Linked DNA regions of Gossypium hirsutum: all the other regions are linked to region 1. Evidence: chromatin contacts called from public Hi-C data. All regions are on one chromosome and are shown on one strand. The core of a region is the stretch at or near the end of the contact, and the rest is flanking DNA. Distances in the headings are between cores, read along the strand shown.

What was found. Hi-C and Micro-C count contacts between places; a contact is called where the count stands out from the background.
Region 2: a Hi-C map of petal shows a contact between it and region 1, with 4 times the contacts expected there. The contact joins the promoter of LOC107957239 here to the enhancer-like site in region 1. A contact is called at or near these places in 4 of 34 Hi-C or Micro-C datasets (hypocotyl, leaf and petal).
Region 3: a Hi-C map of seedling shows a contact between it and region 1, with 2.6 times the contacts expected there. The contact joins two enhancer-like sites. A contact is called at or near these places in 12 of 34 Hi-C or Micro-C datasets (hypocotyl, leaf, petal and 1 more).
Region 4: a Hi-C map of seedling shows a contact between it and region 1, with 4 times the contacts expected there. The contact joins the promoter of LOC107957446 here to the enhancer-like site in region 1. A contact is called at or near these places in 3 of 34 Hi-C or Micro-C datasets (callus, leaf and seedling).

What each region holds. Positions count from the first base shown.
Region 1 is chrA05:34,771,422-34,778,124 of Gossypium_hirsutum_v2.1, forward strand. No RefSeq gene overlaps it. Among protein-coding and RNA genes, the nearest start is that of LOC107952808, 30 kb to the left of the region's middle. Within about 2 kb of position 1,785, at least 6 of the 9 cell types and tissues checked have an H3K27ac peak or open chromatin away from gene starts, as enhancers often do.
Region 2 is chrA05:35,166,168-35,173,035 of Gossypium_hirsutum_v2.1, forward strand. LOC107957239 (transcription factor GAMYB) reads right to left here and starts at 4,051. Exons shown (of 5, transcript XM_016892710.2): 1 at 3,818-4,051; 2 at 3,605-3,711; 3 at 2,371-2,792; 4 at 507-1,506; 5 at 1-184. The coding sequence starts at 2,733.
Region 3 is chrA05:35,270,308-35,276,407 of Gossypium_hirsutum_v2.1, forward strand. It overlaps the pseudogene LOC121229081. Among protein-coding and RNA genes, the nearest start is that of LOC107904393, 10 kb to the right of the region's middle. Within about 2 kb of position 2,239, at least 8 of the 9 cell types and tissues checked have an H3K27ac peak or open chromatin away from gene starts, as enhancers often do.
Region 4 is chrA05:34,461,175-34,467,855 of Gossypium_hirsutum_v2.1, forward strand. LOC107957446 (F-box/kelch-repeat protein At1g22040) reads left to right here and starts at 1,644. Exons shown (of 4, transcript XM_041112293.1): 1 at 1,644-2,213; 2 at 2,501-2,535; 3 at 3,259-3,465; 4 at 3,591-4,000. The coding sequence starts at 2,148. The coding sequence ends at 3,645.

The sequences.
Region 1 (6,703 bases), core at 535-3,034:
CTTCAATTATGTTCGTGCCTTGTCAACTTCAATAATTTATTGAAGGTTTGACTACCTCAATGGTTAGCTAACTTATTGCCTGAGATAAAACACAATCTCAACAACATACAAGCAGCAGGTTCCGTCATTCAAAACGAGATGGAGTCTGGGCGAGGTACACCGCTAAAATTCATTCTCTCATCAATTTAGGCAATTTTCATGTTTCCCCAATTTGTAACCCCCTACCCAAATTATCGCTCGCTACAAGGACAACACCCAAGTTCGTAGCATTCTTTTTTACTGCTTCGCCACCACTAATTGCGAAGGGAAGATGTAATAGACTATGGCTGGCCAAATCAAACTAAAGGTTTTTTGAACCTTGAGCTAGAATTTACCCGCATCACGGGATCTCCGTTAGGTGCGATTTTCGGCTACTTTTTGTTTAAGAGGGTTTTTCTCAGTGGGAGAAGGATCGCAATAAGATAGAAAATTGTTACATTGAAAATAAAAAACATAGGTTGGATTTACCCTATCTATATATTTTTTCATTTGCAGGAACAACTGAGCTTGGGTGAGTCATGTTATAGACGCGGTGAGTTGAGGTTCTTTTTTATCTCCCTTCCACTTGGGAGCAGTTTCTTCCTTATTTATAAAACATGGTTTCTTGATGTGACATGTTAGGGAGGTAGTTATGTGTCGTGTATATAAGTCAGGATAACATGTATCCTATTTAGGTTCGACGCGTATCCTAGACGTGTCTTTCTAATAAGATTCACACTTAGGTGTCATCATATGTACTTGTGTATCCCTCACAAAGCGTGTTCGCATGTCTTCCTCGTGAGAGACTAATGTAATATCTCACAAGATTGCGGGGTGTTCCACTACGCGAGGTGCTGACCTTTCACCTCACCAAGTTGTAGGCATTCCATATCAATGTCCACCTCACGAGATTACAAGAGTACTAATTGTGGGTTGAATTATGATTCATAAAATTAGATCAAATTTCAAGTTATGAGCTATTCCATAACAAATTACTTGCAAAGAACAAAGAACAAAATATTGAGGTTCAGGACAAAAAATTTGACATACGTAAAGGTAAAGCATTGTATAATTAAACAATTTCTTGCCCTTTATTGTTGATTAACCAAACGCCAATATTTTTTTTAATAAAATATTCTATCTATAATGAGATCACCAATATTACATTATCATATCAACATCACAATTGATGCTTCTTTTTAATAAAATATTTGTTAAATTTTAAGGATAATTCTTTTATATGTGCGGATTTAGTTTTATATATATATATAAATTTGTTTTCTTTCATTGTCGAATTACTTAGGAAAAAATTATTCCATTAAATCTATTTAGAAATTAGATAATCATAAATTTAGTTTTCAATTTTAATGGTTTTCCTCAATTTCGCTTCTACTCATTTTTTTTCTTTAATTAGCTCTCAGCCTTTTATTTCTTTGTCAAATTGGATAACTTTGTTACAATTTAACAAGGCCATTAATAGTTACACTAGATGCCGATGTAATAGTTTAGGTGGTGATTCACGTGTATTTCATAGTTAATGTCTTTTTCTTTACATGTAATTTAAATTTGAATAAAAAAGTCAATTTTTTAAATATATATAATTTATAAAATTTCCAAAAATTATCCCATTTTTTGTGCGTGTCATCAACGAGGGCTGCAGTGCTTGTGAATGGAGCGGCTACAAATGAGTTCAGAATGTTTAGAGGTCTCTGACAAGGGGATCCATTATCCCCCTTTTTATTCATTCTGGTGACAGAAGTTTTGCATCTGATGTTAGTGGAAGCGGAGGAATTAGGGGTCATTGAGGGGTTTAAAGACGTTATTCCTGGGTATTCGGTTTCACATCTACAATTTGCGGACGACATCATTTTGTTTTTAAGGGCGGATGAGGATGTGGTAAGGAACACTAAGTATATTTTATGTTGTTTTGAAATCTTTTCTGGATTAAGTATAAATTTTCGAAAATCTTTCTTAGTGGGTTTTGATACTGAAGAGGAGTTTGTATTCAGAATGGATGTTGTTTGTAAATGCAAATTTGGGGATTTACCGTTCAATTACTTAGGTATTCCTTTAGGTGCTGATCCAAGGAAGATATCTTCTTGGGATGGTATTGTGAAGAGAGTTGAGAGGAAATTAACGGGTTGGAAAAGTAGGTCTCTCTCTTGGGCTGACAGAGTTGTGCTTATTAATGCCGTGTTATCCTCTTTGCCTATTTATTTTATGTCAATTTTTCAAGTGCCTATTGCAGTGATTAAAAAGATTGATAAAATTTGACGAAACTTCTTGTGGGGAAGCGTTGGAGGTTAGATGAAAATGGCGAAGGTAAAATGGAATCAGATTTGTTTGCCAAAGGCTAAAGGGGGCGCGGGAGTGGTGGACATAAGGGTTAAAAATAAGTCTCTCTTGGCTAAATGGTGTTGGAGGTTCGCGGTGGATAGAGAAGCTTTGTGGAGGAAAATAATTGCTGCAAAGTATGGAAACTCCTACGCAACGTTGGCGTTTCAAAATGAACAATTCAAAAGATATGTCAGTGGTTTGCAAGGGTATTGTGGAGAATCCGAAAGATTCGATAGTAGCAAGATGGGCAGGGATTGAGTCTTTTAGATGGCTGGTGGGGAATGGACGTTCAATATTATTCTGGGAGGATGTTTGGTGTGGAGATAGTCCTTTGAGAGCGGAATTTCCAAGGCTATTTCGTTTAGCCTTGAATAAAAATAGTCTGGTTAAAGATTTCTCGATGTTGAATGGGTTCATGGAGGTAAATTGGGCTGATTTATTTTCTTGTCTGTTATTGGATGGGGAGATTCATATGGTCTCTCGTTTAAAGGAAGCTTTGAGCAACATAATTTTGTTCCCTGAGGTGAAGGACAGATTATTATGGATTCATGACAATAAAGGGGTGTTTTCGGTGAGAAAATTAACAGAATTATTGCTCAGTGTTGGGGGTGGATTTAAGTTTCAATTTTGATAAAATCTGGAAGTTAAAGGTGCCTCCTAGAGTGAGAAGTTTCCTTTGGATGATTTCAATTGATCGTCTTCCTACGAAGGAGTTCCTCATTAGAAGAGGCGTGAAGCTTGGTCAATTAAGGACGGTTGCCCTTGGTGCTACAGAGAACAGGAGACTGCGGTTCATCTTTTCTTCCATTGCAATTTTATTGAGAATTTTTAGAGAAAAATTTTGGATTGGTGGGAGGTGAAATGGAGGCCATTTGATGGTTTCCCTGATTTTTTCTTATTTTGTAATAATGTCTCTTATTTAGGTGTGGTTAAAAGTTTATGGATGATCTCGGTGTCAGCGGCTTGTTGGTCGGTATGGTTAGCGAGGAATAAGCTGATGTTCGATTGAAAGTGGCCGAAAATGTCCAGTTTGGTTTTTCTTTCAAAGACTCAGGCTTTGATGTAGATAAGATCGATGTATGAAGAATTGAAAGTGGATGAGCAAATTTGGTGGGTCTATCCATATAGAAGTTGGTGTAATATCAAAAAAGTGAGTGGCAGGTTTTGGTGTTCTCCGTGTTATGGTGGGGTTAAATTTAATGTTTGTGGTGTGGCGTTTGAGGATGAAGTCGGGTGTGGAGGGGTGTTAAAAAATTCAAATGGAGTGGCAAGGGCCTTATTTTCTGGCCCGTTTACAGCAAAAGACTCCTTTGCTGCGGAGGACGGGACAATAAGCATTGCATTGGATATGGTTTTAGAGATGGGATGAAATGGTAAATGCTCTTTATTCATTGAGGTTGGTTCAATGGAGGTGTTTAATTGGATGGAGAATAAAGGTTTGAGACCGTGGTTGCTGTTTTCTCTCTTAAAGGAAGTCGAGTTTAGGTTGTCGTTAATTAGAAATGTATCCTTTTTTATAGTGGACAAGAGTGGGAATAAGATGGCTTTTGCGCTGGCGGTTGTTGGTTTGAAAAGCCAGGGCATGTTTAAGGCATGGTGGTGACTCAAGGTGTGTTATTGTTGTGGGCTTGTAGGTATATTTATAGGTTGTGTTGTGGTTTTTTGGGGTGATTTGTGCAAATTTCTTTCTGTTTTGTGGTCTGTTTAACAGAGGGTTCAGTGGGGTTTTTGTGGTTTGTTTGTTGTATTTTGTCTGTGATTGGTTTTTGTTCCTAGGTGGGGACTGTTTTTCTTGCTGTTTGATTTGCTTTGCTACAGTTTTGGAAGTTGCTGCACTTTGATTAAGCAAAAAAAAAAAAAGAAATTATTAAAAAGTATAAGGATTGTTTGAGCCATGTGTCAACTCACTCTTTTTTCACTAAATTATATAAAAGTCTATACTATTCACTAACAATAATAGATTTTATATTTTCTGTTAATTTTTTCACTAAATTTAATACTAAGTTAAATTTGATAGATTTTTATTTTATCATTTAAAATTTTTGAGTAATAAACAAAGATATCATTTAAATTATTTAGTTTTATGTAAAAATATATAAATACTTATTATTCAGTATAACTAAAATTACTTATTTTAAAAAAAATTAAATTTTACTATTAGTCCCTAGACTTTATAAAAGTTATGAATTTAGTAAAAAAAAAAAAACACATTCAACATCCTGCAAAGCTTCCAATTCACGTGGGTTGGGAGAGAAGCAACTATTGCGTTTTGAGATATTTGTTATTTACTTCCCTCAGATTTAAACTGTAATTTAATTTCAACCTTAATCCTTGCTTTTAATATTTTTTTTCTTAATTTAGTTTACATCTTATATAGTTTTTAATTATTAATGTTTTTGTATGTATAAGGTGAAGATTCAATTTGTCATATAATATTTTTATGTCTCTTTTAATATAGATTAATTGTAAAAGAATTAAAAATTTAACATGCATTTAATAATATTAAAATATAAATTTATTATCACTCTACCTATATTTATAATTAAATAATTTTAAAACAAAAAAAAATGTTTTGAGAATTAGTATAAATTATTATTTTTTCATCCATATTATGTGAGTGACAAAATCTAGTAGTGTTTTAAAATGCCACCAACTTTGATGTGGATACAATATATAGAAACCGAAATTGCAATGAAGACTGGGCCCTTTCTTTAGGCCCAAGGGTTGGGCTACAATTAGCCCACCAATCTACATTTGGGTTAAAATTATACATGGTATAAAAATTTTCTTTTAATAAATATTAAAATTCTAATATGTACTAAATTTATCTTAATATTAAATTATTTATTTCAGAAAATAATGGTTTTGTCTTAATTCTTAACACCCATGGTTTTGAAACTATAGTTTTAAGAATACAGTATGAAATAAATACAGCCAGGTATAGAGCTGTCAATTCTTTTTACAGTTAATTTGAGTTTATGGCAAGTTTTGGTATTATCTAACAAAGCAATAAACATTTAAATGGAATAGTAAGTAATTTATTTCTAAAATCTTTTAAATGAGGTGTTAGGGTTTTAAATAAGTTAACAGTATCTTATAATGGATTTGTACATTAAATTTATTAAATGCTAACCATATATGCATATATCATGATTCCAATTAATATTTACAAGAAAATATAGGTAATGTCAAATTTCACAAATCATCATCACCTTATATGTAACTATACTTAATTTCACAACCATTCACACTGATTTAATATATAATTATATTATTTTTGGGTAAAATATTTTATAAAACTCTATACTTTTTAAATTTTTGAAATTTAATCCTTGCATTTTATTATAAAAAAAATTAGTATTTTTATTTTTCAGATTTTAAAATTCATGTTTAACTGTTGACATTATTATATATATTTATATAATCATTCTTATGAAATACATATAGCATCTTATTTTTAAATTTGTTTAATTTTAAACCTCATATATACTATATGTATATATATATATGAATATTAGCATTTATAAGTAAATTTTTATACAAAGCTCAATTCTTAAAATAAAAAAATATTATTTATTTAAATATTTTCGAGCTAAAGACTTTAAAACAAAAATTATAATCGTTGTTACTAAAAAAATTTAATTAATTAATTAAAAAATATATTGCACTATTAGATTAAATCTCAAATTATACATCAAATTAAAATTATCCTCACATATGTTTAAAAGTTTAAATCACCCTTAAACCAAAAGAATTTCTACTTTATGACACAATAATACCAATTTTCCCCTATAAATAAGCATTCAAAGTTTTCAATTTTCACAACACATTCCCATCTTCATTTTACATACATCTTTTGTGCTTAAGCTTCCTCCTCCTTTAGCCCCCATTGCTTGACTTTCTTGTGGTCTCCTTTATCACCAAAACATACCATCTTCCATCAGGTAAAGGCCTCTTTCTACCTTTCAATTATCACCATAGTAGATTGATTTCAATCATTATGATGTTTTTAATGTTTTCAATGTATATTTCTAATTAATCACTTCCTTTTAAATATTATTCCACCTCTTTTTTGAAAGAAAATAAAAGATATAAATGAAGTGGACGGTTTTTATCTTTATTTATATTTACGTTTATAGAAGTAAATTATTTCGTGTTTAACGTTGATACTATCGATCTATTATTTTGTGTTTGAAATTGATGCTATCGATCTATTAGTGGTAAAATTAAAAGTTCTGCAGAATATTTTTTGTGATATCATTTATAAACTTAAATCTATATCCATTTTATCTATAATATAAGGAAGATATCACCTTATTTTGTATAAAATTTAAAATTATTGTGTTTA
Region 2 (6,868 bases), core at 2,801-5,300, 400 kb after region 1:
TCGCCAAGAAGGCTTGATATGGCATCGGTCAAGATGGCTTGGTCCTTATCGTAACCAGAACCCTGCTCTAGCCAATTTGAAGCAAGTAAAGTATCGGGGCGACTACTGTCCAACCGAATAGGAGCCTCTTTTTGTATCTCTGGGGTCAAAACACAGTCAGCTGGTTCGGATTTCAGATGGGACTCTGAAAAACAATCCAAAATTCAAGGACTCTTTATCATAAAATATCTGGAGAAAACAAAATGAATTTGATGATATAAAAATAGTGGAAAACACATAAAGCAAGTTGATAATGTGTTTACACCAAGGTTTTTGGTTAAGAAATTGGCAGGCTTTTGAAAATTATCTCATTCTTAACTAGTTTATACATCACAGGGATCTACGGGATATATGTCAACATCAATACTTGATAACAAAAATCAACCTTTAACAAGATGGAAGATAGTTTTCAATTTTCAATAATGCATGAAAAGCATAAATCATGAGGAGATCAGAGAGGTGCTCACCTGTAACAGTTTCAGCAGGTGGCTGTTCATCCAATGAACTGCCACTTGCACTGATACACTCGCTGAAAAGAGAAGTTGCTGAATTACCCATTGGAGAAAGAGGTTCACCACACTTTTCCCATTCCGTCTCACAAATGTTGAAATTTGAACCTTCAGCTATATCACCGGGGGTAGATGAATTTGAACTTTTGTCAGATGCATGATTCTTTGCACTGCTTAGAGTTTTTGCCTCATGAAGTAAAGCATCCAGCAGGCCACTATTACGGGGAGAAAGACTATCGGACTCCAGTCCACTGGTTGGAGGTGGTGACTGGATAAAAGCATCAACAGACTCAAGTAAAGGTGGTGGGCAAGTTAATGTGCCCCAGTTACCTAATTCAGTTTCTGGATATTGGAGTGAAGGGAGCTCCAACTTCACAGCCTCCAAAGGGGGCTCTGAAGCAGAGAAATTGCCATTTGAAAGGGCATGGCTACCTGGGAATACACCAAAAGGCTGGGAGTTCTTTGTTGCAGGATCTGGTTCAATTGGAAAAGACAGCCCAAAGGATCCAGCAGCCTTGTCTGATATATCATCTTGAAACTGCATAAACAAAGGGCATTCGTTTTTAACAGCACCAGTGTAACCAGGAAAAAAGGCTGGTGACTCCCGAAGACGCTTCTGGCGATGGATCGTTGGTTGCATAAAACCACAATATTGAGAAGAACCTAGACCTTTCATCAGCATGCTGCTAGCGGATAAAACAGGAAGCTCAGGAACATAAGGAAGCACATTTTGATTGGCCTTTAAACTGTCAAATATGACATCAGGTATCTCATAGCTATTGTTCTGCAAGATATCATTAGGTCCTTTATCCAATCCATTAACCACACTGGTACTGTGGCTCTCCTGCAGTGCTTGCAAGGACACTTCAGGAGGATACAGAGGTAACCCAGCACGTTGGCGTCTCTTAATCCGGGTATTCCAGTAATTTTTTATCTCATTATCCGTACGACCAGGCAACTGCAGAGAAATAACAAGGCATAGAGAATTTTATTTCAGACACTTAAAAGACAGGTACATAAAATCTTACAACTGAAGGTTTTATCATGCTTCACACAAACGCTTAGCATTTCCCAGGCTGGAATAACTATCATAGAATTCTGGAAGGCATGTGGCAATTCTTTTGCATCTAGCCCAAAATTTACATTATTGAGAAAAATATGCCAATAATAGAGTTCATTACAGTGTTTTAAGGCATGGACTAAATTTTGCATTTTAGTTCAGACTTTAGCAATAAGATGGGATAAGAAAAGGGGATGGGCTAGAAGAGTGCATATGAGGAGCTGGATTTCTATAACCCTCAAAGAAGACAACTTTAACCAGGCCAAGAATGACACTGCTATAACATATGAGGGCACCTTAACTCTTGACAAACTTGACTCCTTGAACACTAAAAATTACTGTTTCAATTTGGATCTTCCTGAAACTGAGGATACCAAAATCAGAGGACTTAAACAATCCACAGTGAGAACATAAGTAAATCTTAGAATCTGGGCTGGTCATTGGTTATGAATAATGATAGAAACATGCAGCAAGGGGAGCTCAGATAGAATGAAAAACAGTTAAGTGCAATTATCAGGGTACTGCATAATGTTCCGTGTAACTTGCTCCAAATTTATTACAGAACGGAAGTGTTCGAAGATACTAATTAAGAAATTCTGTATATAGATTAGGCAGAGGTTGCAATTCTACAGATCTTAACACAAATATTAAGAATCCTATTTCTTCATGTAATTCTAAAATTTCTTTTATGTTCAATATATTTCTCCCATTCAACAGATCATGAGAATAACTAGATTCACAGTAAATGAATTGAACACTTACATGTGCTGCCATCCGAGCCCATTTATTTCCCATCTTTGCATGGAGTTCAATGATCAGCTGTTCTTCTTCTTGAGTAAATGCCCCTTTCTTCAAGTTCGGCCTCAGGTGATTAGCCCAACGTAAGCGGCAACTCTTTCCACAACGAAATAGTCCAGAGTGCTTCTGAACAGCATTCCAGTTGCCTTCACCATGCTTCTTCACATAGTCAATCAAAATCGCGTCTTCAGCTGATGTCCACGGTCCTTTCTTCAGAACAACTCCCCCAGCTCCACCTCCTCCACAGCTACCATCATCGATATATGGCGATTCTGTCTGATCCTTAGAGAGCATTCCATCTTCCCGCTCATGTTTTGTGTGACTCATCTCTTTGTAATCACACACAAAGCCTTAGCAACAGGGATGAACCATCCAAAACTCAAAACCTGAAAAAAAAATATATAGAATACACGCAAAATTAAAATACATATATAAACAACAAAAAAGGAAGAAGAAATAAAGACCATGCCTTTTTTCCGCTCACTTTTCCATACTTGCACTCCAACTCCAACAGGTTCATTATTTTTGTTTTAAAATACATGCTCACTCTTTATACATCGCGACAAGCTATAAGTGGATCAACCATGACAGTCCTTTATTGAAATGCTACATAAGAATCGTGATAGCATACATAAACGTATTAAAACCATAAAAGGAATCAAAACTCCTTGGGAAATATCGGCACAACTCTAGAGATGGGGAATTGAGAAACAACAGAAAATTTCATCACGTACAGAAAGACTAAAAACAGTTAATGGAAAACAAAACTATCCACAGAATATAAAATTCAGCAAACCTAGACGCAAACCAAAGCGAGCATCAAATTCCGATTATATTGAAAAAAAATGGCAAAATCATACCAATCTTTGAAAGTTAAATTAAACCCTTTTACCTAAACTGGAAAGCAGATAACATATCATTTTCAAAAATTAAAAGAGACCCGTTTCCAGAAATGAAGACATTAATAAATTCAGATAAAAGTAAATTCCAAATTTCATTTATTGCACTATGATTCTCTAATAAATTACTCCAAAAATCTATCATTAATAAATTATAAACTGCAGTATTGCACTATCAACTACTATATTAAAAAAAATGCTAAATTTAAATTACATAAATACAAAGTTGCTCATTCATTAAAGAAGCAAAACAATTTTTTATAAAAAAATCTAAGAAAATTTAGAACTCAAATACCTGCCTTAACAAGATGCAAAATTTGGGGGAAAACTGCCAAAAATAAAATTTTGAGCTCAATAATGATTCCTGATTGAAGTGAGAGCTGAGACAAAAGCGAAAATGGAAAACCTGAAATTCAACACAAAGAAAAATTAAAGGATATAAATTCCTAGATCTACAACCATTAATTATAAAAGAGCAAATCCTAGATGAAATATATATATATATTTCTAACCTCAATTTTTGAGCTATAAGGAAAAGGATCCGAGAATAGAAAGAGCAAAACATCGAGAGATCTGACAAAGGAGAGATTACAAAAAAGAAAGCCTTTTCTTTTTGTAATTTTGAGGTTTTGTGTTTGGGGAGAGAGAAAATAGAAAGGAAAAAAAAGAAAAAAATAAAGAAAGGAAAGAGAGAGAAAGAAATGTAAAAAAGAGAGGAAATGAAGGAGCAAAAGATGGAAAGAAAGAAAAGAATGGGAGAATTATTTTTATTATTATAGTTTGTTTAATTGTTTTTTTTAATGAATTTCATTCTATCAATTTATTCATTTAAATAAAATAATATATATTTTCTAAGTAAAAGATATTGTATTTTTCTTGGTTAAATTTTACAATTTATCCCTGTACTTTATGAAAGTTATGAATCTAATCCATATATTTTAATTTTTTTACTTTTCAAATTTTAAAATTTCAATCCTCACCAAACAATAACTACTAAATCATTAAGTTAATTTTTGCTATTTCTAAAATCTAATGTGGCAAACATATTAGCATATGGGTAATGTCATATCAGCTTGTTAGTTTCACGTATTATTCACCAAAAATCTAGTTAATGAATTAACAAATGCCATTCACATCAAGACTAAAATTTTAAAATTCAAAAAAGTACACGGACTTAAAATGATCCAATTGTTAAATATGGGTTAAATCTACAACTATATGCATAGTACATGACTAGTAATTGAATTTAACTGATGTTGTTTAGGTTAACATTAAAATTGACCAAATTCAAAAAATATAAAGATTAAAATTGATTAAACTAGAGTATAATAATTAAATCTACAACTTTCGCAAAATAAATGAACTAATTAAAATTTTAAAAAAAATTGCTCGAGAGTCGATTTAAAATTACATAAAAACCATATAGATAAAATAAAGTATCGACTTTCACTCTATTTCTTTAAAACAATATTAAAGAAACTTAAAATCTCATATTTAAAAATGAAAACTTTATAATCCATATTTTGCTTATTTATTTTTTTATATGTATAATATTGGCTATTGAGCAAATTAATTTTTTTTTAAAATCTCATATTTAATTATATTATCAATTAGACCTTTAATTATCAAATAAAAAACAATAGTTGTATTAAACTCTTGGGTTAAAATTATAAATGTGAAAAGAGTATAAGGATTAATATCATAAATAGACTCTTTGTCTAATTTTCTTGATCAAAGCCCTTTCTGGAAACTTGGCTTATTTGTATGCTAAGATATTAAAATGATTTATGAGAAAAATATTGTAATTTCAAGTTTTAATTTTAAATTTTTATATCAGAATTGTTTTCAAATATATTAAATATTTGAATGCAAAAGTAAACATCAATAACTATTTAAATGTAATAAATAAATAAAAAACATACAAGGAGATAAAATAATAAATTTAAAAAAAGAAAACTCATATTTTAACTTAAAATAAGTTAGTTAATATGTAATGATATTTTTTTAAGGTGAATTTTAGGAAGGAATTTAGTAACGAATATCTTAAAATATACCCATATTTTTATGTAATACTATTTTCATCCAACTGAAATTAATGAACAAATTTATGAGTTCATCATTTAATAAGCTATTATAACCATAACTATACTATGCTCTTTTTTGAGTTTACTCGCTCATTTCAATTAATTTTTATTTAAAAATCTAATTAAACCTTCATTTTTATTTCACTTCTCCTGTAACCATTTTTACTTTAATTTTCTTTTTTTTAATTCTAATCATTTTTATATAAATAATTAGTGTAATAAATTTCACTTGCAATATAAGTCGACATTGGACTAGTATTACTTAAACATTAAACACTGTCCTAAAAGCACTCATTAATTAATCATTTTTAATTTACTAAAATATTTTAAATAAAAACCGTTTAACTATTTGGATAAGTGTTTATTTCTATTGCGATGCACTTAGTATTTTTTTTATCTCACACTATCATATCAATGCAGAATTTAGTTTTATTGTCATTACTATTTTTATATCACAGATAAAATGCATTACTCGTTCAAAATCATCCTAAATCTTTAACCTTAGTATTTGGGGTCTGTTCTCAATTTCCCATATTTAAAAAAAAAATTAATGGAAGTAAACGTGGGGACCAAGGATATGTACTTTAATGTATCATGATTGGTCGTGGGTTACACGCTTTTTTTTTCTTTTTGTTATTATTGGCGTACATGCATCGCATATTTTTAGTTATTTTATTTCTTTAATAATAGGTAGATTTAAAATTTGGTGCATTTGATAATGCACGTTGTATTTGAAAAATATTAGTTGGAACTATAAAAATAATCTTTCAACTATTAACATGTTTTTATTTTAGTTACTCAAAGTTTAAAGCATTTTATTTTACTAACTACCGTTATTGAAATTTAAAATTTTAGTCTCTCATTTGTTAAATCATTATTATAAGTCTTTTTTTATAGGTATAATAATAAATTTAGCCTTCAATGTTTATATATTCTATTAATTTGATCATAATTTTAAAAAATGTCAACAATTTTAACCACCAATTTTACAAATTATGTCAATCTAATCTTGATTATTAAAAATTTAAAAATTAAAAAACTTTTTAAAAATTTTAAAAGTTTATTTTTTATTAAAAAATACATAAGATTTTTTAAAGATGCAAAATTCTAAATAAATGAACACCCATTTTCCTTTTTTCCAACATGAAATTTATTTAATAAAATAATAATTATATATATAATATTTTTAAAAAACTGCAAACAAGAATTTAAACTTTTTCTTTTTTTTTTAGTTTTATTTTATAAATAATAATTTATTTATTATATGTCTGACATTGTTCTTTAGTCGTCGTCAAATTTTCTAAGCGTTGGGCATCTCCTTCGCCCACAATCACCGACACCAAAACCTTCACCCCGAATTCCTCGATTTTCCACATCTTTCATCGTCCTGCCATCCAACTAGGAATCGATTGTGGAGCTACCAGCATGGCCTTCCATCTACGGGGTCTCTAAGACTTCATCCTCACCTATATATCCTCA
Region 3 (6,100 bases), core at 989-3,488, 500 kb after region 1:
TCCCAGCTAGCCATAACTAAATTTGTGTGACCGCGTTATAGAGGCCATTATCGTGAATTGCTTTAGGATGAACTGTTTTTTCGCAAGGTAGCTAGAGGGATGTTTACATGAATTTAACCATAAGATTGGTAAATCTTGCTGCAGAACAGGTTTCACGTATTGTAGAATATAACCATGACCCAAAGAAGACATTTTGGACAGTAAAATTGTTTGTCTCAAACACTGAAATCCATAATCTTAGTAGGAGCCCATCTGTTGGGTGACTTAATTTAAGCCAGGTTAAATCCATTTGTGTCGTGTTCTTATGTTTCTCTAGGAAATAGTAGGATATAGGGTTGTTGGTGTTTGTTAAGTGGTGTTATCCACTTTCGGTAAGTTGTTGGTTTTCTATGGTCTTATATTATCAGTCGGGTCCACCGCCTATTACCAATTGATTTTAAGTTGGATGCTTTAACATGGTGTTAGAGCCTTGGGTCAGTTATGTTGTTGATCCTACTGAACTCCGTGTGAGGTTGACAACCCTTGGTGCAGTTGTCCACTTGTAATCCCTGTTAGCTTCATGTGAGGGGAAGTTTTAAGTGGTTTATCCACATCTGTTAAGTATTGGGTTCTTATGGTCTTATATTAAAGTTGGCCCTCCACTTATTGCCAAAATGGGTTTTTTAGGTTTGATGCTTTCGCTCATTTTTTTAAATGTTAGGTATATCTTGTTAAATATTAATGCAAACCCTTTAACCATGAATAGTTGTGTTACTCCAACTTTCCATTTTTTTTCGAAGTACCTGTATTTGTTGCATATTCCGACATGGTTGTGGAGATATGATCCTCCATAGACTCTCTAAGCACATGGAATGTTGAGAAAAATTAAGAAAACCTGTCTCAGGATACATACCCGTCCCTTACACTTACACTCAAGTCCGAGTAGCATAGAACCTAAGATCCTTGATTTACTGTGAGAAGTACAAGAAACAACTGGAGACGGCATTGGTTTCCTTGTTTTTGTGTTTCCAGCCCTCAAATCTTAACTCCTTAAATATTTTCTCTGATTCAATTCAGCCTGAAAATGATACCGCACATATTACAACTGCATTTGCTTCTGCATGTAGTTTTCATTCATGGTTTCATACATGAAAATTTTTACAAGTTTCATTCATCACTACTGCATACGATTTGTTTTCATTCTTGGTTCTGGGATTTTATATTCTCAGGAGCTAGAGAAGCTGCTGCCGTCCGCACCTCCTCCCGAGCCAAAATATCAGCTTCGTAGAACATCATCAGCCCCATTCTAACAATCCCGTAGCAGCTAGTGTGAAAGTTTTGCATATACAAACTAGCTTCTGGAATCTGTTTCTGGTTTCAATTGAGGTATAAGGTTGAAGTCAATGCATCTTCCAGAGGCAGCCATTGTTTCATATGCCGGTAACGGTTGCTTCCCTCTTGTAAGAGTTTTTCTTTCCCCCTTCATGTATTTACTTTTTTACTATGAAATTAATTCAACTGGTAAGCTTTGTCCCTAAATGTGTAGTTGTGCGCCTTTTCTTTTTTTTCTTTTTTTTTTAATTTCCTTTTGAAATTAAATGTGTAGTTTTGTCCCTAAAGGTACAACATATTATCATAAATAAAGACCAAGAGCCAAACCCATGTAGCAGGTGGCCACGACCAGCCCCCAAATCACCAGGAAGCAAATGAGATCCCACCAGGGCCTCCTTTAAGAATGGCAGCTTTTGCCAATTTATCTGCACTCCCATAAGCCCTCCTCTTAATGTAAATGATTTCCCGGTAAAATTTCAGTTTCAGTCCTCACCGAATGGTAATTATTAAATTCATTAAGTTTTGTTATTTTCAAAATCTGATGCATCAAATATATTATCATGTGTTATGTCATATTAGCATATTATTTTTTCATTACTCATGAAAAATCCAATTAAATGATTAATAATGATCATTTGCATCAAGATTGAAATTTTAAAATTCGAAAAGTATGGTTTTAGGATAATCCATTAATTTTTGCAAAAAGTAGTAGAATTTAACCTTTAATAATCATTCTCAATAATCAATCTAGCACCGCTAGCCCGTTACAAGCAACGAAGATATCCAAAGCTTCCTTTAACAGCTTGTAACTCAGAAATCAAGGGGTCACAAACACCAATCACAATAGAGAAAGTAAAAAGGGTAGTACCATTATGATCGGATAAAATCCCTGAAGACCAGCTGGTCCAGGGTTAATTCTAACCGGGTCAACACTAAATTTCAAAGTCCGTGGAGCGGACGACATCCGAAGGGAAGATAGAGACCGCCTTGTCGACTTGAGCATCCTACGAAATTTATGGCATAAAAGGAAATCATTCAAGGAAAGAGTAGCTTTAGGCCATTTTGCGTTACTCCACCATACTATTCTCATCAAAGTAAGGTCGAATAAATAGTTAATATCAACGACCCTCCCCTTGGAAACAAATTCATTCCAAAAAAAAGACAGATAAACCAAGAGATCGTTAAAAAATGCCACCTCCCATGCCTTAGCCCATCTGCTCAACCTACCAGCTTGGACTCAAGCATCAGGGAACAACCGAGCGTTACAGGGGCAGGCCCAATTGACATTCCAAAGGGCCACCTATCTCAGCAAAATTCACCACGAGATCTCACAATTAAGGCAGAGATGGACAACCGACTTAAGAGCAAGATGGCATAAACTAAAAATGATCATTGCATCAGAAACAACCACACATTTAGCAAATTCCACTTTTGTAGGGAAAAGAATTCAATCTTAAGAGGGGTAAGACCAATCCACAGCTTCCTCCAAGCAGTACAAGATACCATCCCCTTTGAACACACCAACCTGCAATAATCTTTAGACGAATAAATTCCTATTGATGAATCGTAGCACCTGATGCAATCAGCTTGCATGGACCCAAAATTGAACCCTTCCAACTAGAGCTTCAAGGCTTCCCACTGATTCAATTCCCAATCATAGGGAGTTCTTCACAAACAAATGCCCTACTTCTAGCTTCCATTCTCCTATCTTCCTAACTCACAAACTTTTCCCACCTTATTAGACACCAAAGCGAAAATCCTAGGCAAAGACTTAAAAAAAGCTTTGGTGTGCTGGTAGTTTAACGAACATATTATAAGAGGAAAGCAAGGCTAAGGGAAAAATCAACACACAATATTTGGTAACGCAATTCGAATTCGTCAATCCTACCCTATAGAACCTCGCTAATGATTTTATTTAACTATTGTCCGGATCACCTATTAGCTAAAGTTTAATTTACGCTTACAACAATGATAATTATAGCCCAAACTCGTTTAAGTTTACTCTCCAAGCAATACCTAAAAAAAAAGAATGCAAAATTACAGAGCAAAAAGTAACAACTACGACGGCTTCTCCAAGTAACTTGAAAAGATAAATCAACATTTAAAATAAAGAAATTATCCACACAAAAATCCCCCCTTTAAATTTTGAATTAATGCTTCCTCTCCAAGTAAATTCAAAATAAGCTTCAACACCAAGTAAGACCAAGTCACCAAGTAAAAGAATAAGGTTATCTTTAAATCAATCTATTCTCTTTCTTCTACCATTTGAAAATTAAGCTCCAACAATGTTAAAATTAAACCAAGAAAAAAACAAAGTTTATTTGTTGATAGGAAGTTAACCAAAATTATCCAAGTAAAAAATGCCAACAAACTTATTGTACTTTATCTGTCCCAAGTGATGTCCTACCTTATTGTCTTTAGTGTTATTCAAACAAGAAATGGAACAATGACACCCCAGATAGTTAAAGTTCCAACAATCTCCCCTTTAACATTTTAACAAAACATTTCAACAAATGATTAGACAATAGTTATCGATCTCCCCTTTTCGACATGCATCATATTATCCCCTTTTCAACAATGCTTGCAAATGGGTTTGTCTACATTTCGAACACTACTAGCACTCGCTACTGATGTAGCTTGAGTCTTTGAGTAATTTTTTTTGGACACACATTTTCTCGGATTTCCGGTAGTAGTACAGATTGGCTTCTAAAATCCCTCGTTCTTTTAGACGGAGAGTAAAAAAAGTTTTAGCCATGCTAAGCTTCCCGGTATCCTCACTTTTAGCCTTAGCACGTTTCTTATCGTTCCAAATTTATTCTATTTTCTAGGCACGTTCAAATAATACCACAAACTGTTTTATTTCCAATGCACCCACTATCGTTCGTATGTCTTCGTTTTAACCCTATTAGAATTGACTACAAATCTCAACCTCTGAAGGTATAAATTCTCGAGCATATTTACTCAGGCCAATGAGTTTACACTCATATTCAACATCTGACATATTTTCATGTTTCAAATCCATAAATTCTCGTTTAATCTTTTCTAGATACATTTTATTGATATATTTCTTCTTAAATTCAATCTGAAAGAAATCTCATGTTACTCTGTCTCTCGAGACCACAAATGTCAAAGTAATCCACCATTGGTACGCTTCTTTTTTCAACAGAGATATAACACATTTTAGACTATCACCGGAAGAACAAGCTATTCACCAAGAACTTGCTGAGTTTTTTCCATCTAGTATTCAGCTTTCGCTAGATCATCATTAAATAAACCTCACAATTATTAGACTTGAACTTTAAGGACAGCAAGGTGCCGAGGGAGGCAAACAAAAAGGAAGAGCTGCGGAGATGCAGAGTTAACTCTCATAAATTGTGTAAATCATTCATTCATCATTTGGAAGAAAACACCACAGTCCTTACTTCTAGGTATTTAGGATACGCGTATGCTATGAATTGCTCCCTGTTTGAAAGTCGAAACATTACTATCTACCTCATTTGGTACGACATGGTTAGACTCGACCGACATTGTATATCTATAAGAAAAATAAAATCAGATTGGATAAAAAAATCATCACACTGTCACATGTTATTGTGGCATGTATTTTCTAGACTCGATACGTGCTATGTTCAGCCTGAGAATTAACTAAACCATAGCTCCAATACCACTAAATGTAACACGCCTAGCTTGTCCTATTCGCCAGGATTAAGCTACAGAATTCTACAATACAAAATGGAACAGTTACAGACCTTTAACGGATAATTCGAATAAAAAATCATTATAAATCATAATATAAGTTATTCAAAGAAAATTTAAACTTTTTTTAGCTTAATACGAGCTTACGTGAGTTCTAAAGTTGACTTGGGATTAAACAAGGATCAAATTGCAAAGTTTGAAAAATACAGGGCTAACTCGCGACGAGGCTCTCCCCATGTTATGATGTCGCCAAACAGTCGGTCATATCACGACGTTGGACCATTTGACATCGAGACGTAATAGGCTGTTGGCCAACGTTGCAACGAGAGAAGCTCGACATCGGGATGAGAAACCTGTTTTTGGCCAAAAATATGTTCATTTTATGCTTGTTCCAATTCACCTTACCAAATATGCCTATGTATGCTTTTAAAAACATTTAAAAGTTGTTCAAAACAGAACAATTTACATGCCAAAACATATCACATGATCATGTAATCAATCCACAAAACCAATATGCCACATTTGGCACCAAAATCACAATAATGATACATGAATCAAACCCAACCATTTTACCTATTTATGAAATTCCATATTACTTATTCAAAACATGTCATAAGTTAGATCATATGTACATAACTCAGAATAATTGCCCATCCATATATGCCAACATTATACCAACTATGAACATAAGTAATTGACATTACCATAAGTTACCATAGGTGTTCAAAATTAACTATGCCATAAACTTATTTAACATTACAAATGCCTTGATAGTTCTAAGTACATGCCACATATAATTGAGTTTAAAAAATCAAAAGTCTATCGAATCAGGAGATGGATAGTGTGAGCTTCTCATAAATCCGATCGCCACATTCTGAATATCCAAAATCTACAGGAAAAGTAACAACAACGAAGTAAGTATTATGAATACTTAGTAAGTTCATACGATACAAACAATTAACTTACCTTAACCATTCAATATATATAAATCATTATGCAAAAGCAAATTCACCTAACATGACATAACACAACAACATCAACAAGGTGAGTTTTGACATATCATCGTACTTGTAATGCTCTAATTACGTCATAT
Region 4 (6,681 bases), core at 394-2,893, 310 kb before region 1:
CTACACATGTGGCTCACAAAACGGATGATGCTACACATGTGGCTGACTTATTCTTTAGAGAAGTGCGCCTACATGGGATACCTTGCACCATTGCATCTGACAGAGATGTAAAGTTTCTAAGCCACTTTTGGAAAGTGTTGTGGGGTAAGCTTAGTACTAAATTATTATATCCTACTACATGCATTACAGGAAAATAGGGCTTTAGCGGCAAAAATTGTAAAACACAGAGCAATAGGGGCATTTTACCAAAAACGCCGCTAAAAACGGAGCAATACTGGCGTTTTTTGTTAAAACGCCGCTAAAAATAGAGAAATAGCGGTGTTTTTTGTAAAACGCCGCTAAAACCAGAGCATTAGCGGCGCTTTTGGTAAAACGCCGATAAAAACCAGAGTATTAGCGGCGCTTTTTGTAAAACACCGCTAAAAGTCATATAACCCCTAAAATTTTAAACCCCGAAAAATATCATAAACACTAATCTATAACCCTTAAAAGAGTAAACCCTTAAACCTTAAAAACCCTAAACACTAAATTATATCCCCTAAAACCCTAAACCCTTCCACCGCCAAGATTCACCCCTCCCACCTGCCTTCCAGTCAATATCCCGTAATCCCATCTATCATTTTCCCCGTTTTTTCCCATTTCTATTTCCCCCTTTTTCCTCATCCTAAATCCCTAAATTATTATCACCCATTCCTGAATTTGACATCCCAAATCCCTAACGATTTTTCCCCGATTTGAAATCCCCAAGATTCACCCCTCCCACCGGCCTTCCAGTCAATACCCCGTAATTATTTTTGGTATATGACAAATTATTTTTTAATTTATATGTTAAATATTTTCTTATATAATTGTAAAAGAGATAGTATTAATTTTAAAATATTGAATTAATTAGCATTATAGTTTAGGGTTCACGGTATATGGTTAAGGGTTTAATGTTTATGAGTTACTATTTTAAGGTTTAGGGATTATGGTTTAAGTGTGGTTTAAGGGTTGGGGTTTAAGGTTTAGGTGTTAGGGGTTAAGGGTTAAGGGTTTCTGATTCAGGGTTTATGTTTTAGGATTTATGGTTTAGGGATTAAGAATTTAGGGTTTAAATTAATTAGTGTTTTTTAATTTATATGATAAATATTTTCTTACATAATTATAAAAGAGAGTATTAATTTTAAAATATTGAGTTAATTATATTTATAGTTTAGAGTTTATGGTTTAAGACTTATGATTTAGGGTTTAGTTTTCAGTGTTTAGGGATAAATATGGGGATCAGGGTGCAATTGTATATATAAACTTTAATTTAATCTAGTTCTTATAAATTATTAACACAATTATTGATATAACATCATTTTATATTTATATATTGCATACATAAATATTTATATTTATTCAATATAAAGATATATTGATGTATTTATTTTTTAAAATCTCTATGATTAAATCAAAAATAAAAAACTTAAAAATTTAATATTTAAAATTTAAAATTTTAGTCCATATTTCAGTTAAAAAGTTTAATATTCAAAATTTAAAAAAAAATCTAAAAAATGATAATCTCAACACAAAAATTTTGAAAGAAAAAATAGAAAAAAATATGTTAAAAATAAAAAAAAATTAAAATTGAGCAATAGTGGCGTTTAGGTAAACCGCCGCAAAAAGTTGAGTTATAGTGGCAGCAAAAAATCTAAGAATTACCGGCGTTTTTTAAGAAAATGCCGCAAAAGGCCATTTTTTTTATAAAGAAAGGCAAAATCCCGCTCACCCAATTTGGTTACCCGCTCGTTAACCAAATCCCCAAATACAAGTTTGTACTTATTTCTTTTTCTCTTTTACTTTCAAAATTTGAATTCACCCACCATAGCTACTCCTTTTCTATCGATCTGTTAGGGTTTTGGAGAAACAAATAGATATTGAAGAGAAGGAGAACGAGGAAGAAGAAGAAGAAGAAGAAGAAGAAGAAGAAGAAGAAGAAGAAGAAGAAGAGGAAGAGAAGAGGGGGGAGGAGGAAGAAGAAGAGAGTGAAGATGAAGGGACTAAAAAGGTCAAAGGTAGTAGTAGAAAGAGGAGTTCTAGGAAATCTGGTCGAGATTCGGCTGAGAAGAAAGAGCCAGTGACGCCTAGTAGTGATAGGCCTACAAGGGAAAGGAAAGTCGTAGAAAATGTATGCTTTCTTTTCTGGGGTTAAGGCATGGGTTCATCGCCTGCACCACTTCCGTCCAACGATGGTACTGCCATTGATCAAGGAGTTGCTTTCATTCTCCTTTTACTTGCTCTGGCCCTCTTTGTTATACCATAGCTCCACTTAACGATGGGATTAATTAACGATGGGATTAATTAAAGTTGCATAACTCCAGTTAATCTTGGCCCTCTTTGTCTTTTCTCTTTGGTATCTAAACTGGTTATATTAACTTTTTTTTTTCTAGTATTTATAGCTTCTACTTTGGAATCAGAAATTATTGGTAGGAAGTGCTGAGAATTGGAGCTAATTTGGTGTAATATGCTTGTTTGACAGGTTCCGTGGTTTCTTTTGGAAGGCAGCCAGAATAGGTGGGTCTCCTTTGCTGCTTGGTTAACTTCTTTCTGGTTGTATTGAGAATTTGGAATAGTCATGTAGTGTCCCCCTGTTCTGAATCTTATTTGGACATATAATGTTTATCGTGTATGAAGCCTTTAAATTAGTTGATAATAAATATGATAGTGATTGGCTCAAAAATGCAGGATGATAATTATCTATGACTCTAAAATGATTTTGGAAATGAGACTAAAAGTGAAAGACAAAAATTTAGCTATATCATTTTTAAATAATCATATTGTATAGAGAACTTGTGCTTTGTTTTAGAATTAAAATCTCATAAAGTCGTGAATTAGAATAGGGTGGTAATGATATTTTGACTGGGAGGGGATGGGGATTAATCTTTGAACACAATTGCAGGGAAATTGGTTTAAATGAATTATTTAGTCCAATGCTATGTTAGTTTAATTATATTGTCTTCCTTTCTTTTGGGGGTAGAGACTTTAGAGGTTGGGGGAATAGTTGAATTGAATTTCATAGATTTTGGCTTGGCTTTTTGGAGAAGAAAGAGGAGTAAAGGGTGTTTCCTTTTGATTTATGTTAAGTTTGTGCTAGCTGAAAGTCAAAGAATGGCCTGAAGATGCATTTGTTGGGTCTAATAATGAGCATTGCATCTTATAGTTTTACTTCGGTTCTTTCATCTGTAACATTTTCATTAATCAATGGAAGTACAATGACATCAACATTGCAGCAAGCAGGCTAAAATTCATGGGGGCTGTTCTGAGCTTGGCTGCACCAAGGAGTTCGATAAATGACTGCAACGAGGTCTTACAAAGTGGAACGTGGAAGAAAAATAAGTCCTCATGCTTGAATAAAGATAACTCAAGATTGATTCCTTGTCTTCCTGATGAGCTGTCATTGCAGATCCTTGCTCGAATTCCTAGAATTCACTACTTCAATTTAAGGTTGGTGTCACAAAAGTGGAAGGCGACTGTTATGAGATTTTTAAATAGTATTGTTCATGGTCACTGAACTTTGTTGTTACTGCATGGCCAGCACTATTTATTTCTGATGCTGTAACTCGTTTCAGTGGCTTTCAAGTTGTCAAAGAACCTTCAAACTACATGTTTTATTGGAGATTTTAGTGAAGGGATCTCAGCTGACTTGGGGTTATCTCTGTTATTGAAGCTTACAAAATCTCCAAAATCATTGATGACTCAATTCTAGAAGACTCCAAGTCTGGGCAAGTTGTGTGTCAAACCTGAAGATTGAATTTTGTAGATGTTCAAATCATAAGCACCCATCCAAGCATTTATAGCAGAAAATTAAGTAAAATTTTTGTTAAGGATAGCTTTGAAGATTCATTATATTAACTTCTGTAAGTACTTTGAATGAAGTTTTAGCTTTTCTTGTCAGGAGAGTATGACGCTTTGTTATACAGTTATTGTTTTCGGATTTTCCAAGTAATAAAGCTAAGTCATATAACTATAGTTTACTTCATACATATTTAAGTTTGAGGCTTTGACATAATGATAATATCAATGTTTGATTTGAAATGAGTTGAGGGAAGAGTTGATTACTGTAGCTGAAGTTGCATTGTTTCTCCCTCATAACAAAGTGTAAGAAGATGACGATTTGTTTTACAATTGTGTTTAGGAAATAATATTGATGCATTGAATCTATCCTGACATTTATTCACATGCCTTTCACTTGGTAACATGGTCCTGGCTGCATCCTTTTGTTTTGTTTTATTACTTGAATTGTAAACATTGTTCTTGTAATTGGTTCCGAATATTGTCAAAATTCAAGACTTATGATCCATGTCTAGGTGTTATTTAATATGTCCGTTTGTTTTAAAACCTTTTGTTTTATCGAAGAAAATCATTCTGAACATTTTCTTGCAATGCTGTTTTTTCAGGTAGTTTAGGAGTTCCAAATATTTTTCCAAAGTTGTGTTTAGGGAAAGTAGGAGTTGATAATTCAAAGCTGAATAATGTTAGAATTTGTATAAGGCAAAGACCATTGCGATATACTTCCCTAGTTAAACACTTAGAGAAGGCATTCAGCATAGGTTTGAGGCAATCTGTTTGGTTTCTAATATAGTACTTTGGAAACCCAGGGTAAGTAACTTTTTCTAATATAGTGCTCACAATTATAAATTTGTTTGATAACTGCTGTTTGAGACAATCTGTTCGTTTTCTTGCCCATAACCATGATGATTTTTTTTGAAAGGGAAAAAAAGGAAAAAAGTGAAGAGCTTTTTAACTATTTTCTAAAATGAGAATAAAAGCACCAATCCATGGTGGATGAAAGCAAATTATAATCCATTCAAACAAACAAAAAACAAAACCACCAAACGAACAATGAAAGCAAATATACCAAAAACATAAAAGTCAATAAAATTTTAATATTCTGTTGTAAAAAGCTAGTTTATATTATAGATAGATAGATATAAAACACTGTTAAAATTTTTAGTTAGAGATAAAAGATAAAAAAACAAAAGATATTTTTGACCTAAGAAATTTATTAATTATCATCATTATAATATAACAGTAATGTAAAATTTTTAGAGATATTTAATTGAATAAAAAATAAAAAAAGAAGACAATTTTGATCCTATTTATTTCCCTTATATTTCGCCATTACTTAAGTCATTCCTCGACAAAGAAAAAAGAAAAGCAACTGGATGATGCTGGATTCAATAATGAAGGGTGCAAAAATTCTAGTCCTTATTACATACATGTAATTTTGATTTTTATATTATATAAATACACTCGCTTTTTCTCCATCTCACATGAAAATTTTGCAACTTCCATCCATGGTGGATGTGCTCACATGTCAATAAAAGTCCTTTGGATATTATAATCCCTAATAACTGCCATAAATGTTAAATGGCATGATCTAGGAAGTAATAATTTACAATATTAAATAAGAATTAAATATAATAGATATTTACTAGAAATATGAATTTTGCTTAATAGTATAGTACAGATTCAAAGGGTTAAAGATCCAAATCTCGTAGCATAAAATAAATTTAAAAATTAAGTTTAAAACCAATTGAAATCCTTATTAAATCTTTAAATTCAGATTTCGTTATGCCATTTCTTTAAGGTAGATCAGATTATTATTAATTTTCAAATTAATTGCACATTGATTTATAATAATTGCATATTAATTTGTAAATTTTTGTGTGATCTTATGGCAAGCTTGTATCTTTTTTGTAGTGATCAAATATTTGTGTGGCATTATTTTGTGTAGATGGACCGTAATCAAGACCAAAATGCAATTGTCGGAGTTGTGACTTCAGTTTTAGCTTTTGAGGCTCTTTGGATTAAAAAATTAAGAACTAGGAAGAAAATTGCTTCTCACCCTCGTATGAATTGAGATTATGAAAGAGAAAATTATATTAATAGAATTTTATATAGTGGTGACCAGCATTGTATTGGTGTGATAAGGATGAGACCAATTGCCTTTTTTAATTTGTGTGATATTCTTAGTAGGAATAATTTGTTACAATCAACTAAATCAGTGAATATTAGGGAGCAAGTAGTTATATTTTTACATATAGTTGGTCATAATATGAGGTTTCAAGTGATTGGATCTAGATATTATAGATCAATTGAGACAATTCACGTTACTTTAGGGTTGTATTGAGAGCTATTTTGAAATTGTATAAACTATTTATTAGATTGCCTGATGAGTCAACTTCTAGTGAAATCAGAAAAAAATCCAAGGTTTTATCCTTATTTTAAAGATTGTATTAGAACATTAGATAGAACTCATGTTCGTGCATCCGTTCCACTTAGCATTCAAGGAAGATTTCGTAGCCGTAAATGGGGAACGACACAAAATGTATTGGCTGCCATTACATTTGATTTGAAATTTTCCTATGTTTTAGCTGGTTGGGAAGGTAGTGCACATGATTCTCGTATTTTAAGTGATGCACTTTCACGCCCAGGAGGATTAAGAATTCCGAAAGGTGAGAATTAACATTAAATACCAAATAGTTCAAGTAAGCTAATAATTTTTTAATAATAATTATGTTTTGTAAATTTGTAGGTAAATATTATCTTGCTGATGCTGGATATGGCATCCGAAATGGATATATTACCCCATATCGTGGTGTCTGATATCATTTAAAAGAGTTTAGTGCTCAGGGGCCTGAAAATGTAAGGGAACTC